Regions from separate parts of the Triticum aestivum genome. Here region 2 is linked to region 1. Evidence: chromatin contacts called from public Hi-C data. All regions are on one chromosome and are shown on one strand. Each heading gives the region's core, a stretch centred on a gene start, on an enhancer-like site or on the middle of the called end of the contact. The rest is flanking DNA. Distances are from core to core; before and after follow the strand shown. Region 1 has its middle 220 kb from the start of LOC123045082. Region 2 holds the start of LOC123045082 (probable leucine-rich repeat receptor-like protein kinase At1g35710).

Region 1 (5,988 bases), core at 1,416-3,915:
TAAAAGTTTTTATATATTTTAAAAAGATCTTGAATTAAAGGAAGCTAATTTTTTAAAGGAACAAGAACATCAAAGAGAAAAATAGGAAAAATAGAAAATAAACCTGAAAAAATCGGAAAAGAAACAAGAAAGCATCCAAAAATTTCTAGATGGTTCCTAAAACCAGTGGAAGGACCTACATAGTGCAGTCCAATGGACCGGCCTAGTAAGTTCAAGGACACGTCTAGGAAGCGGCCGGCTGCTCCCTAGCGCTCCTGCGCGGCCGGTCCAAAAAGGAAATATCTACCCTCTAAATGTAAAAGGAAATAATTTGTCCCTTTTAATCTATATAAGAAAAATTCTAATGCATATTAGGGAAAGTACCATGTAAATAAAGAAAAGAGAAAATAATTGCAAATGTATCTTTGTAAACATGTGTGACGTATTTAATCTTTTAGAACTTTTAAAAGCCATAACTTTTAAACCGTGTGTTGTCATTAAGATCCGTTTTTACCATTGGAACGCTCGTGACGTGCTCTTCAAAACAAGACGGTGTAGCTGTCTGGCAATCTATGTACAACTACCTAACAGTTGATGTACAACTTCCCCCTATCCATGGACGTGATGGCACCTCCACCCCAAACTACCCCCTAACAGTGAGATGTGCAACTTTGTCTGCTACTTAGATCAACTGTCTAGTAGTTGATATGCAACTTTTCCCCTGCTTGTGGATGTGCAGCTTTCAATGTTTGGTATCTCGGTGAACTGCCTAGCAGTGGATGTGCAACATCGGATGTTACTCCGGTGATCTGCCTACCAGTGATGTGCAACTTTCCCCATATCCCCTGTGGATGTGTAGTTTTCACTGCTGGCACCCATCCGAACCACCCTTGCTAGCGAGATGTGTAACTTTAGCACCCCGTCCATATGCAACTTTTCAATACCTGCATGGATATGCAGTTTTCACTATCAAACTATCACTGCGAGTGAGATGGGCAATTTCGCCTGTTGCTCCAGCCAACTGCCGAGTAGAATATGTGCAACTTCTTCTGTTGCCCCACCATATGAAACTACACATCCACAAGTAGGAAGGGAAAGGAATTGTACGTCGACTACTAGACAATTGGATAGCACAACAGACTAAGTTGCACATATCGCTAGTACGGTAGGTGGGGCTGGGTGTGACAGCAGTGAAAAATTACACATCCATGAGTTGAGAAGGGGGGTTGTACATCGATTACTAGGTAATTGGCAGGGGTAGTAGTCTAGTTGTACATCACTAAAAATAGTTGCCATGGTCGTTAGGTTGCAACCTCTTAGAAGTTGGATCATCAGCTCTATTGGTTTTCAGAAAAGTTGCACCATATAATACTAAAAATGCACCATGTTATAGTAATATTACCATATATAGCCCCAAAATTGACATCAGAAAAAGAAATCATCAAAACATGCCATGTGGGATCTTGTTTCAAAAATTTTGTTGTGAGGGTTCAAAAGATATGACTTTTTAAAATTTTGAAAACCCAAAATAAATGCACATGTATCTACCTTTTTTAAGTGAAGTGACCAGTGTAAACGCATTTAACCGACGCCAGCAGACAAAAAAAATATCAAATGCAAGTGTGTGAGAGCTCTCCCGCTTGTTTTCTCTAAAAAATGTGTACACAATGTTTAAAACTTATGTATGTTCATTGGGGGAGGTGCACCATGTGGGCCAATTAACACCCTACTTGGCGTCAAACAGGGTTTTCCTCCAATGCCAACATGCGCTTCGTGACCTCCTTTCATGTGCGATACAAGCGCACCAATCATGGCCAAATCCTATTCGGCGGCGGCTATTTGATACAGGGATCAGATCACCGGATCTTTATAAGATCACCGGATGTGCTAGTAGCATGCGCCCTAACCAACAGGATTAGATCACCGGATGTGCTAATATCCTATTTTTTTTAATCCTTATAAGATGCAAAGAACGCATCTCTTTTGGTGTTTGCTTTCCTTTTTCCTTTCTTTTTCTCTATCTTGTTTTTTTATTTTTCCTCAAATGCGGGAAATTTTTCAAATACAACGACATTACTGCAAAATCGTTGAACTTGTTTTCAAATTAGATGAACTTTTTAAATATTTGATGAACTTTTTTTCAAATTCGATGAACTTTTTTTCCAATACTCGATGAACTTTTTTCAAATAAGATGAACTTTTTAGAAAATCGATCAACCTTTTCAAATTTGATGACTTTTTTTCAAACTCGGTGAACTTTTTTCTAAATCCAATGAACTTTTTTCAAATTTTAATGAACTTTTTTCAAACTCGATGAACTTTTTCCAACTCGATGAACTTTTTTCAAATTCGATGAAATTTTTTCAAACTCGATGAACTTGTTTCTAAATCCAGTGAACTTTTTTTTGAATTTGATGAACTTTTTTCAAATTTTGATGAACTTTTTTTCGAATTCAATGAACTTTTTTCAAATTCGATGACCTTGTTTCAAATTTTGATGAACTTTTTGCAAATTTGATGAACTTTTTTTGAACTCGGTGAACTTTTGTTCAAATTCGATGAACCTTTTTCTAAGAACAAGAGTACATACTGTAGCGAACCAGTCTTTTTCCTAAGAAAAATAGTCTATACTGTAGCAGTTTTTAGAATGAAGAAAAAAAATGGTCAAGCAGGAGCTAGCGATCGAGCGAGCGTAGCTGGGCCAGGCCCATGCCAGCAACACAGCACGTTTCCCAATCACGCACCATTGTGCTGCTCCAATGCGGGGCACAAGGCGCTTTTTGTTTTTTCTCGCCTTTCTTTTTCCTTTTTCAAACTCACTTTTTTATCTTTGCTTCCTTCATCAGTTTCAACAAAAAAATAAAAAATTCTTTTGAAATTTAAAATCTTCACGAATTTAGAACATGCTCATGGATTTAAAAAAATTTATAAGAAATACTAAAAATATTCATAAAAATTTGAAAAGTATTCAAAAATTCAAAAAAGTGTTCTGGATTTTTTTAATGGTAAGGAATTTTTAAAAACTCAAGAAAATTTAGTAATTGTTTCGTTAAAATTATTCATGAATGAAATAAATCTTTATAAAATTTCCAGAAATCTTCATAAATTAGAAAAACTTATGAGTTTGAAAATCTATTCCTGAATCTCATAGAGTGGTACCAATTCAAAAAATATGTTCATGGATTTAATTATGAAAAAAGCAAATGATTTTTTTTAGAAAAAATAGCTAACTAATGTGCACTTAGGTAGGGTATGTATTTGGGAGTGCGGATTTCTGGAGGGCAAGCTCCATTGAGCTCGGTATTTCAAAATTATCAAAAAACATATTTAAAAGTTTCAAAAGAATCTGATTTTTTCCATGAATACATATATGTATTCCACAGGAACATGTTGAATTTCGTCAAAAAATATTGTGGTTTGTAGGCTGTACAAAAAAAATCCGGCCCAATAACAAAATAAAAGGCCCGTATAAATATGTGTATTTGTCTTTTTTTTCTGTACGCCACATGTAAAAGTATAATGCTGCGAAATTTTGCACATATCATAGTATGCATGTGCAAGTGTGTTCGCAAATAAATTTGGACTTTTTTGCGATCCAAAAAAAAATTAAAATTTGAAAACTAGCTCACTGGAGCTCGGGCATTGTTTGCAATTTTCGATGCATTTTGTCGCTACACAGTGACCCACGCGCGAAATAGGATCGATATGCACTTCTTGGAAAATACAAAGTTACTTTCTTTAGGGCGACATAAAGTAACGACTACAAGGTGCATTACCATAATAATTGATGCAGCCACCCTACAATTCAAACGGCGCATTTAATTCGTGCAAAAGAAAATATCGATCACTCACCAATGTGTGTGAATTACGGTTGTGTGTGAATTGCAGGAACACAATACTTTGCTATCCTATATAAATCCGAGTAAATGATCTCATTCAAATGCACATGTAATTCCTTCACATCATCAAGCACATTCAAGCCCTACACATTGTCAAACGCACATGTAATTATCAACTTTTCACTTTTCCAAGCTCTCTGCATCATCAAGCACACTTTTTTTTCGGCTACAAATAAAATATAAGTGATCCCATTTAAATGCACACATAAACCATTCACATCATCAAACACATACAACCATTTCACTTTTCACCACATGCAAGCCCTCCACATCATCAAACACATAACCTCCATATATTTTATATTTTTTTCAGCAACATATAAATATCTAAGTGATCCTGTTTAAAGGCACATCCAAGATATCCAAATCATCACACAATGCAACAATTATGCTTTACACTTTCCACCACATACAAGCCTTCCACATCATTTTTTCGGCAACAAATAATTGAACTTGAATGTCAAAAAGTAATATAATATGCATCCACGAGAAGTGCATGGATGAACCCGGGTACATATGAACCCACTTTAGAAAACACATTTTGTAATGTCAAAAAAATTCTGAAAAAGGGTGCGCGCGGATATCTTCATATTCTATGTGTGTGCAGAAAATTTCATAGAAAAACAACTTTTTCGTAGCCTGTGCAAAAAAGACAAAATTTTATGCCATGAAACGGTATTTAGAAGCAGTAAAATTTGTCTTTTTTACTGAGACAAAACAAAAATACTTTTTTACACAAAACTTTGTGTCGTGGACATACCTTTGCCAACATGTATGCATTTTTTTTTAGAATTTGAACATTACAAAACGCGTAAAAAATACATTTTTAAAAAGCGGGTGCAGATGCCCCGTGTGCAGATCATCCACTCTCGTGCATCCACCCTCTAGTTACCTCTAGTTTTTCTACCATCATATGGTGAGAATATGGTGCGGTATTATTCTTATTCAAATTTTATTTTCAATAATTTCGTTGCCATAAATGTACGCAGTGATGCACGGCGGGTTATCTAGTTACTTATTACTCCAAACTGCAATAGTAGTATGTTTTTGAGAACGGCCAAAGGGCATATGTTAAGTAGCACATATCCTTAAAAATACATCCAAATTCTCGGAGTGCCAAGGTCTTCTTCTGCTACATTCGTTGGCGACGTGCGGTGAGCAAAGCTTGTTATCGTCCCTACACCTTTATCTTAACGGAACAAACATGTTGGAATCTAGGAGCTTGTCGAAGAAACAGATGGAATTCATTGATATAGGCAAGAACTAGCCGACAGTTGCGACCTGCATAGAAATTATCGTCTTGGATAAGAAAACGCCGGAGAGAGCCTATATAATGTCCGATGCATGTCCCAAACGGAGTCGATGGACATAAATCTCACACGCTCCCTGACAAGGCTGAGTTCTTCGTTGGAGCGGAATGACCAAAACACACAGCCACAGTTTTTACTTTGCATGACAGCACCACCAGAAAAACCTTTTGAAGAAAAAGCCATATGGGAAAATAAAATCTTGAATACACCATCCTTCACACGACTAGAACAAGGGCGAGGCGGAGTGACTTTATTCTACGCCAACGGCAAGGCCATCATCTCACTACCATCGAACAGAGGCGAAACACAAATTTATTCCCTATCGGCTATCACCATCAGACCGAAGCTCGGAGACCCCACCCCTTCGGTTGTCGGAGCAGTGAAGGAAGGGAAAGGGAGTGCTCAATCTCCCCGTGGAAGAGGGTAGTTAGTCGGCTGCCACTATGTCACTAGGTCACAGGGGAAGAAAACGGTTCACGGTGTGTGTAGGTAGATCCGTTGACTGGCTCTCAGATTGTAGCGTAACTGAGAGCGTATGAGCAGCTTCCCTTGATATTTCTCTCCCCTCCATTCCATGCACGCGAATCCAAGTGTGTGCCTGGGCTTCATCCATGTGAATATGAGATGTCGTAGCAACGAAGTGTTTTTTTTCCCTTTGACTCGAGGCTAAGCTAGCAATCCGCGCTCCTTTTCCAGCATATATAAAACTGTTGACTGTTTCGAGCGATCAAATTATGATCCTGCTATCTACCGGGAGATCAGGACGACCGATGGTGGATTATGATCCAAGAGTCCAAGCA
Region 2 (5,988 bases), core at 1,164-3,663, 220 kb after region 1:
AAAGGTCATCCCCAACGACATTTCCCGCCCTGTCTTTGTGTTCCCAATGCAATACCAGGGCCTCCCTATGTCGATACGTAAGCTGCACTCCTCGGCCTTGACACCGCTCCTCGACAAGCTTGAGAAGAAACTTTCCACCTTGTGCGCCTTGATGCTTTCCCTTGTTGACCTGCTCTCCACTGTCCGCCACGTGCTCTCGCCATCCCCACCCACATCTTGACCACCACCGCCCTCAAATGTTGGCTCGCATCAACTAGGTGATATGCGACTTCCTTTGGGTTGGCCGCAAGGATGCACATGGTTGGCAGTGCAAGGTTAACTAAGCCTAGGTCTGCCACCCTATCCAGCTTGGAGGACTTGGTGTCCGACACCTCCATCACATCGCCATCGTGCTTCATGCCAAGTGGATGTGGCTACAACGGACTAATGATGTCCGCCCTTGGGCTCATCTATCGATTCCTCATGACCTAGACACGCTGACAATCGTGCGTGCTTCCACTGCTTGGCATCTTGGCGATGGCTCAAGTTGACATTTCTAGTTTGACCACTGGCCGGTTGGACTCTGCATCACTGACATTGCCCCGCTCGTCCATGTCTTGGTCTCCCGCAGGGGCCGCACGTTGCGAACTATCTAGAAGGGGTTGCTGCAGCGCGCCTGGATCCGAGACATTTTCGGCATGCTTGGGCCCACTGCGCTAGTGCAATACATCGACTTATGGCATACGCTGTATCATATCACCCTATCCCTGGCCCCAGATTGTCTCACCTGGAGATGGACAGAGTCCTTGTCTACTATGTCGTGACATACTACACCGCCATGTTTCAGGGCTCCGTTGAGGATCCCAACTAGCACCTTACCTAGAAGACAAGGGTTCCATTACATGTCAAGATCTTCGTTTGGCTCGCTCTGCTCGATCAATGATGGACTACCGAGCGGCTTGGCAGACATGGGCTTCCTCACGTGCCCCTCTTCCTATTCCGTGATCAGGAGCCCGGGAGCATGCACCTCCAATTCGTCGGTTGTTCCTTCTCGAGGCAGTTCTGGCATGAGCTCCTTTCGTGGTGCCGATGCACTTCGAGGCCACTGCAGCGAGATGAGCAGTTCCAAGATTGGTGTGTGACCTCGTGCATCACCACGCTCGTGGCTGCTCACAAAGGGCTCTCCTCCTTGCTACTTGTAGGCACCTGGCTTCTTTGGAAGCACCAGAACAACATCATGTTCGGCGGCGAGGCACCCTCCCTTCCAAGTCTGCCCAACCTCATCATCGGTGAGGCCCACCTCCGTTCTTCCTATGTAAACATTGGCTTGGCCAACATCCTTCCTGAGATAGTCCTCATGAGGCTTCATTCTTGTCCCCTCGTTGTAACCCACTTCCTCCTTACCCTCTCACGCTCCCGTTTTGGAACGCTGCTAGGGCACCTTGTACTCTATGTACTCTCTATCTTCTACTTACCAATGGAAGACATGCAAGCTCTTGCATATTCGTGAAAAAAAATACGACCCAAGCCCCATGCAGGTATGTCGCACACTTTTTCAACGCGTGTGACTAAAACACATGCGTGATAAGCTGCAAGACCGTGTGTGTGATATACTCTATCATGGTCTATATTATGCAACAAAAGAAAGAACATGTAGCAACTAATGATGGTATAAATCTCAAGGTGCATGAGATAGGTAGTGACAAGAGAAAATGAATTCGCATGCGCTCCACGCCACTATACAATTACTCTAGTCTAGGAAAAGAAATCCAAAATAAGGCTGGCAACACGGTTTTCATGGCGGAACGTATAACTGAAACTTTAATTAATGAGTTCATTTATATTATCAGATAGAGCGCGTCATGTAGATAGACGCTCTGGAACCCATACATTGTCCAAGTTTGGAGCGCAGTTACTGAAAACTGAACCCACGGGCCACACGGCATGGATGAGGCAGGGACGGACGGACAGGGTGGCGAAAGGAGGAACCCCCGGCGGTTGTCACCGTCCGTCCGTCCGGCAGCAGCTCACGGTCCAACTTCTAAATTTGCGGCTAATGAATCCAGACCGGCTTGGATTGGACCGCGATCACGATGGATCAATCAACGATTCTACTAGTAAGAGGAATGGAATCGTCCACCCATGATATGCCGGGCCATTTTATTCAAGTCAAAGCACTGCATTTTTTCATGGAACAAAAAAAAGAGGTCAAAGCACGGCAGGCCGCTGGTATCATGGACAAGCAAAGCACAGGCTGTCGGCCCTGAAACCCTCTTTTCTCGCCGCTGGAATTCCGGTACGCGACGACGACGCCTCCAAGTCGCCGTACCCCGCTTCCCCACACACGCTCACGCCGCACCGCTGACCGCACCACCCAACCATACACATGGACGCCGTACTAGTAATAGTACTTGCCTACTCGAGTCAACCCGCGTCCCACTGAGCAGCCGCGCCGCGAGCTCAAATCCCCCCTCCTCTCGCCGCCCCTCCCCGTCCCCGTCTCCCCTCCCGACGGCGCGCCAGCCAATGCCGACGCCGGGCGCACGAGCCCTCATCCTCCTCCTCCCGCTCCTCGTCCTCCTCCTGCTCTCCGCCAGCGCCGCCAATGCCGCGACGGAGGCCGAGGCGCTGCTGGCCTGGAAGGCCAGCCTCGACCGCCCGCTCCCGGACGCGCTCGCCACCTGGGCCAACCCCGCGGGCCTCTGCTCCTCCTGGGAGGGCGTCTCCTGCGACGCCGCCGGCCGCGTCGACTCGCTCGCGCTCCGGGGGCTCGGCCTAGGCGGCACGCTCGACAAGCTCGACGTCGCGGCGCTCCCGGCCCTCGCCACGCTCGACCTCAACGGGAACAACTTCTTCGGCGCCATCCCGGCGAGCCTCTCGCGCCTGCGCTTCCTCGCCACGCTCGACCTCGGCAGCAACGGCTTCAACGGCTCCATCCCGCCGCAGCTCGCCGACCTCTCCGGCCTGGTCGAGCTGCGTCTCTACAACAACAACCTCGCCGACGCCATTCCCCACCAGCTCAGCAGGCTCCCCAGGATCCAGCATTTCGATCTGGGTGCCAACTTCCTCACCGACCCGGACTACCGCAAGTTATCGCCGATGCCCACCGTCAGGTTCATGTCGCTCTACCTCAACTACCTCAACGGCGGCTTCCCGGAGTTCATCCTCAAGAGCGCCAACGTCACCTACCTCGACCTGTCGCAGAACAATTTCTCCGGGTCGATACCGGAGTCGCTGGCGGAGAAGCTCCCCAACCTCATGTACCTCAACCTGTCCATCAATGCTTTCTCTGGGCGGATACCGCCGTCGCTGTCGAAGCTGAGGAATCTCCGGGACCTGCGGGTTTTAAACAATAATCTGACCGGAGGAGTCCCCGATTTCCTCGGGTCCATGTCCCAGCTCAGAGTCCTTGAACTCGGCGGCAACCTGCTCGGCGGGCCGATCCCGCCGGTACTTGGCCGGCTCCAAATGCTGCAACGCCTTGATCTCAAGAGCTCCGGGTTGAATTCCACTATTCCACCAGAGCTGGGCAACCTTGGCAATCTCAATTTGATGGAGCTGTCCATGAACCAGCTCACCGGTTTCCTGCCGCCGGCGTTCGCCGGGATGCGCAAAATGCGCGAGTTTGGCATATCGTCCAACAAACTCACCGGTCAGATTCCGCCGTCTTTGTTCAGGAGCTGGCCAGAGCTCATATCGTTCCAAGTGCAAATGAACTCATTCACCGGGAAGATTCCACCAGAGCTCGGCAAGGCAACCAAGCTGGATATCTTGTATCTCTTCAGCAACAACCTTACAGGCTCTATCCCAGCAGAGCTAGGCGAGCTGGTGAGCCTGACTCAGTTGGATTTGTCGGTGAACTCTCTCACGGGGCCGATCCCCAGCTCGTTCGGTAAGCTCACGAAGCTCAAGAGGCTGGCGCTCTTCTTCAACAAGCTTACCGGCACAATCCCGCCGGAGATTGGCAACATGACGGCGTTGGAAGTCTTGGATGTCAACACCAACAGTTTGGAAGGCGAGCTGCCCGCCACCATTACAGCGCTCAGAAATCTTCAATACCTTGCCCTGTTCGACAACAACTTCAGTGGTACCGTACCGCCGGACCTCGGGAAGGGGCTGAGCTTGACCGACGCAAGCTTTGCGAACAACAGCTTCTCCGGCGAACTGCCGCAGAGACTATGTGATGGCCTCGTGCTGCAGAACTTCACGGCGAACCACAACAACTTCAGCGGCACGCTACCACCGTGCCTCAAGAACTGCACAAATCTGTTCCGGGTGCGGTTGGAAGGGAACCACTTCACCGGCGACATCTCAGAGGCGTTCGGCGTCCACCCCAGGTTGGACTACCTGGACGTCTCTGGGAGCGAACTGACCGGTCGTCTATCTCCCGATTGGGGAAAATGCACCAATATCACCCGCCTACACATGGACGGCAATGGTTTATCAGGTGGCATTCCAGCGGCGTTTGGGAGCATGGCAAGCTTACAGGACCTCAGCTTGGCTGAGAATAATCTCACAGGAAGTGTTCCACCTGAGCTGGGCCAGCTCAGCCTCTTATTCAGTCTCAATCTTAGCCATAATGCCCTTTCGGGGTCAATTCCGGCAAATTTGGGCAGCAATTCCAAGTTACAGGCAGTCGATTTGTCTGGGAACTCGCTTACGGGGACGATACCGGCTGGCCTTAGCAAGCTCAGTTATCTAATTTTTCTTGATATGAGCAAGAACAAGTTGTCAGGGCAGATACCAGATGATCTTGGCAATCTTGTTCAGCTGCAGAGGCTTCTTGATCTGAGCAGTAACTCATTGTCAGGTGCGATCCCCTCGAATCTTCAGAAGCTGACGAATTTGCAGAAACTGAACCTGTCACACAACGATCTCAGTGGTTCAATACCAGCAGGGTTTTCTCGCATGTCAAGCCTTGATACAGTTGATTTCTCTTACAATCGACTCACCGGTAAGATACCATCAGGGAATGCTTTCCAGAACACATCAGCTGATGCCTACATTGGGAATTTGGGGCTCTGTGGTAATGTGCAAGGTATAACTTCTTGTGACCTCGGTTCTGGCGGTGCATCTTCAGGGCATCGCAAGAGAATAGTCATTGCAACAGTTGTGTCAGTTGTTGGGGTTGTGTTACTTGCAGCCCTTGCTGCTTGCCTCATACTGATATGCAGAAGGAGGCCTCGTGAGAAGAAAGTGCTGGAGGCTAACACCAATGATACTTTTGAGTCCATGATCTGGGAAAAGGAGGGAAAGTTCACATTCTTTGATATCGTGAATGCCACAGACAACTTCAACGAAACCTTCTGCATTGGTAAAGGAGGGTTCGGGGCCGTGTACAGGGCCGAGCTTGCAAGTGGGCAGGTTGTGGCCGTGAAGCGATTCCATGTCGCCGAGACAGGCGACATATCAGAGATTAGCAAAAAGAGCTTTGAGAATGAGATAAAGGCGCTGACTGAGGTCCGCCACCGGAATATCGTCAAGCTCCATGGCTTCTGCACTAGCGGTGACTACATGTATCTGGTGTACGAGTACCTGGAAAGGGGCAGCTTGGCGAAGACATTGTACGGGGAGGAAGGGAAGAAGAAGCTGGACTGGGACGTGAGGATGAAGGTGATACAGGGGGTTGCTCATGCCCTGGCCTACCTGCATCATGACTGCAACCCGCCCATCGTTCATCGCGACATCACTTTGAATAATATCCTGCTTGAATCTGACTTTGAGCCACGGTTGTGTGATTTTGGCACCGCAAAGTTGCTTGGGTCTGCTTCGACGAACTGGACTTCTGTGGCAGGATCGTATGGCTACATGGCTCCAGGTACACATCTTATGCATACGATATATGACTTTTTAATAAGATGTATAGATGGAATGTTCATTAATTACTCGGTAACAATAAGCTTTGTTGAAACAACTTCAATAATACGAAGATCCCTACTGGTGTGAGACAATAACATGAAATATTATGACACATTATTTTAGATATTTCTATTCACAGTTCTTGAGAAC

Evidence for each region. Hi-C and Micro-C count contacts between places; a contact is called where the count stands out from the background.
Region 2: a Hi-C map of an unstated tissue shows a contact between it and region 1, with 9 times the contacts expected there. The contact joins the promoter of LOC123045082 here to the enhancer-like site in region 1. A contact is called at or near these places in 3 of 5 Hi-C or Micro-C datasets (leaf and an unstated tissue) and 1 of 1 datasets of contacts at active chromatin or transcription factors (leaf).

Annotation. Positions count from the first base shown.
Region 1 is chr1A:259,073,501-259,079,488 of IWGSC CS RefSeq v2.1, forward strand. No RefSeq gene overlaps it. Among protein-coding and RNA genes, the nearest start is that of LOC123045082, 220 kb to the right of the region's middle. Within about 2 kb of position 2,666, at least 1 of the 8 cell types and tissues checked has an H3K27ac peak or open chromatin away from gene starts, as enhancers often do.
Region 2 is chr1A:259,292,158-259,298,145 of IWGSC CS RefSeq v2.1, forward strand. LOC123045082 (probable leucine-rich repeat receptor-like protein kinase At1g35710) reads left to right here and starts at 2,414. Exons shown (of 2, transcript XM_044468017.1): 1 at 2,414-5,797. The coding sequence starts at 2,506.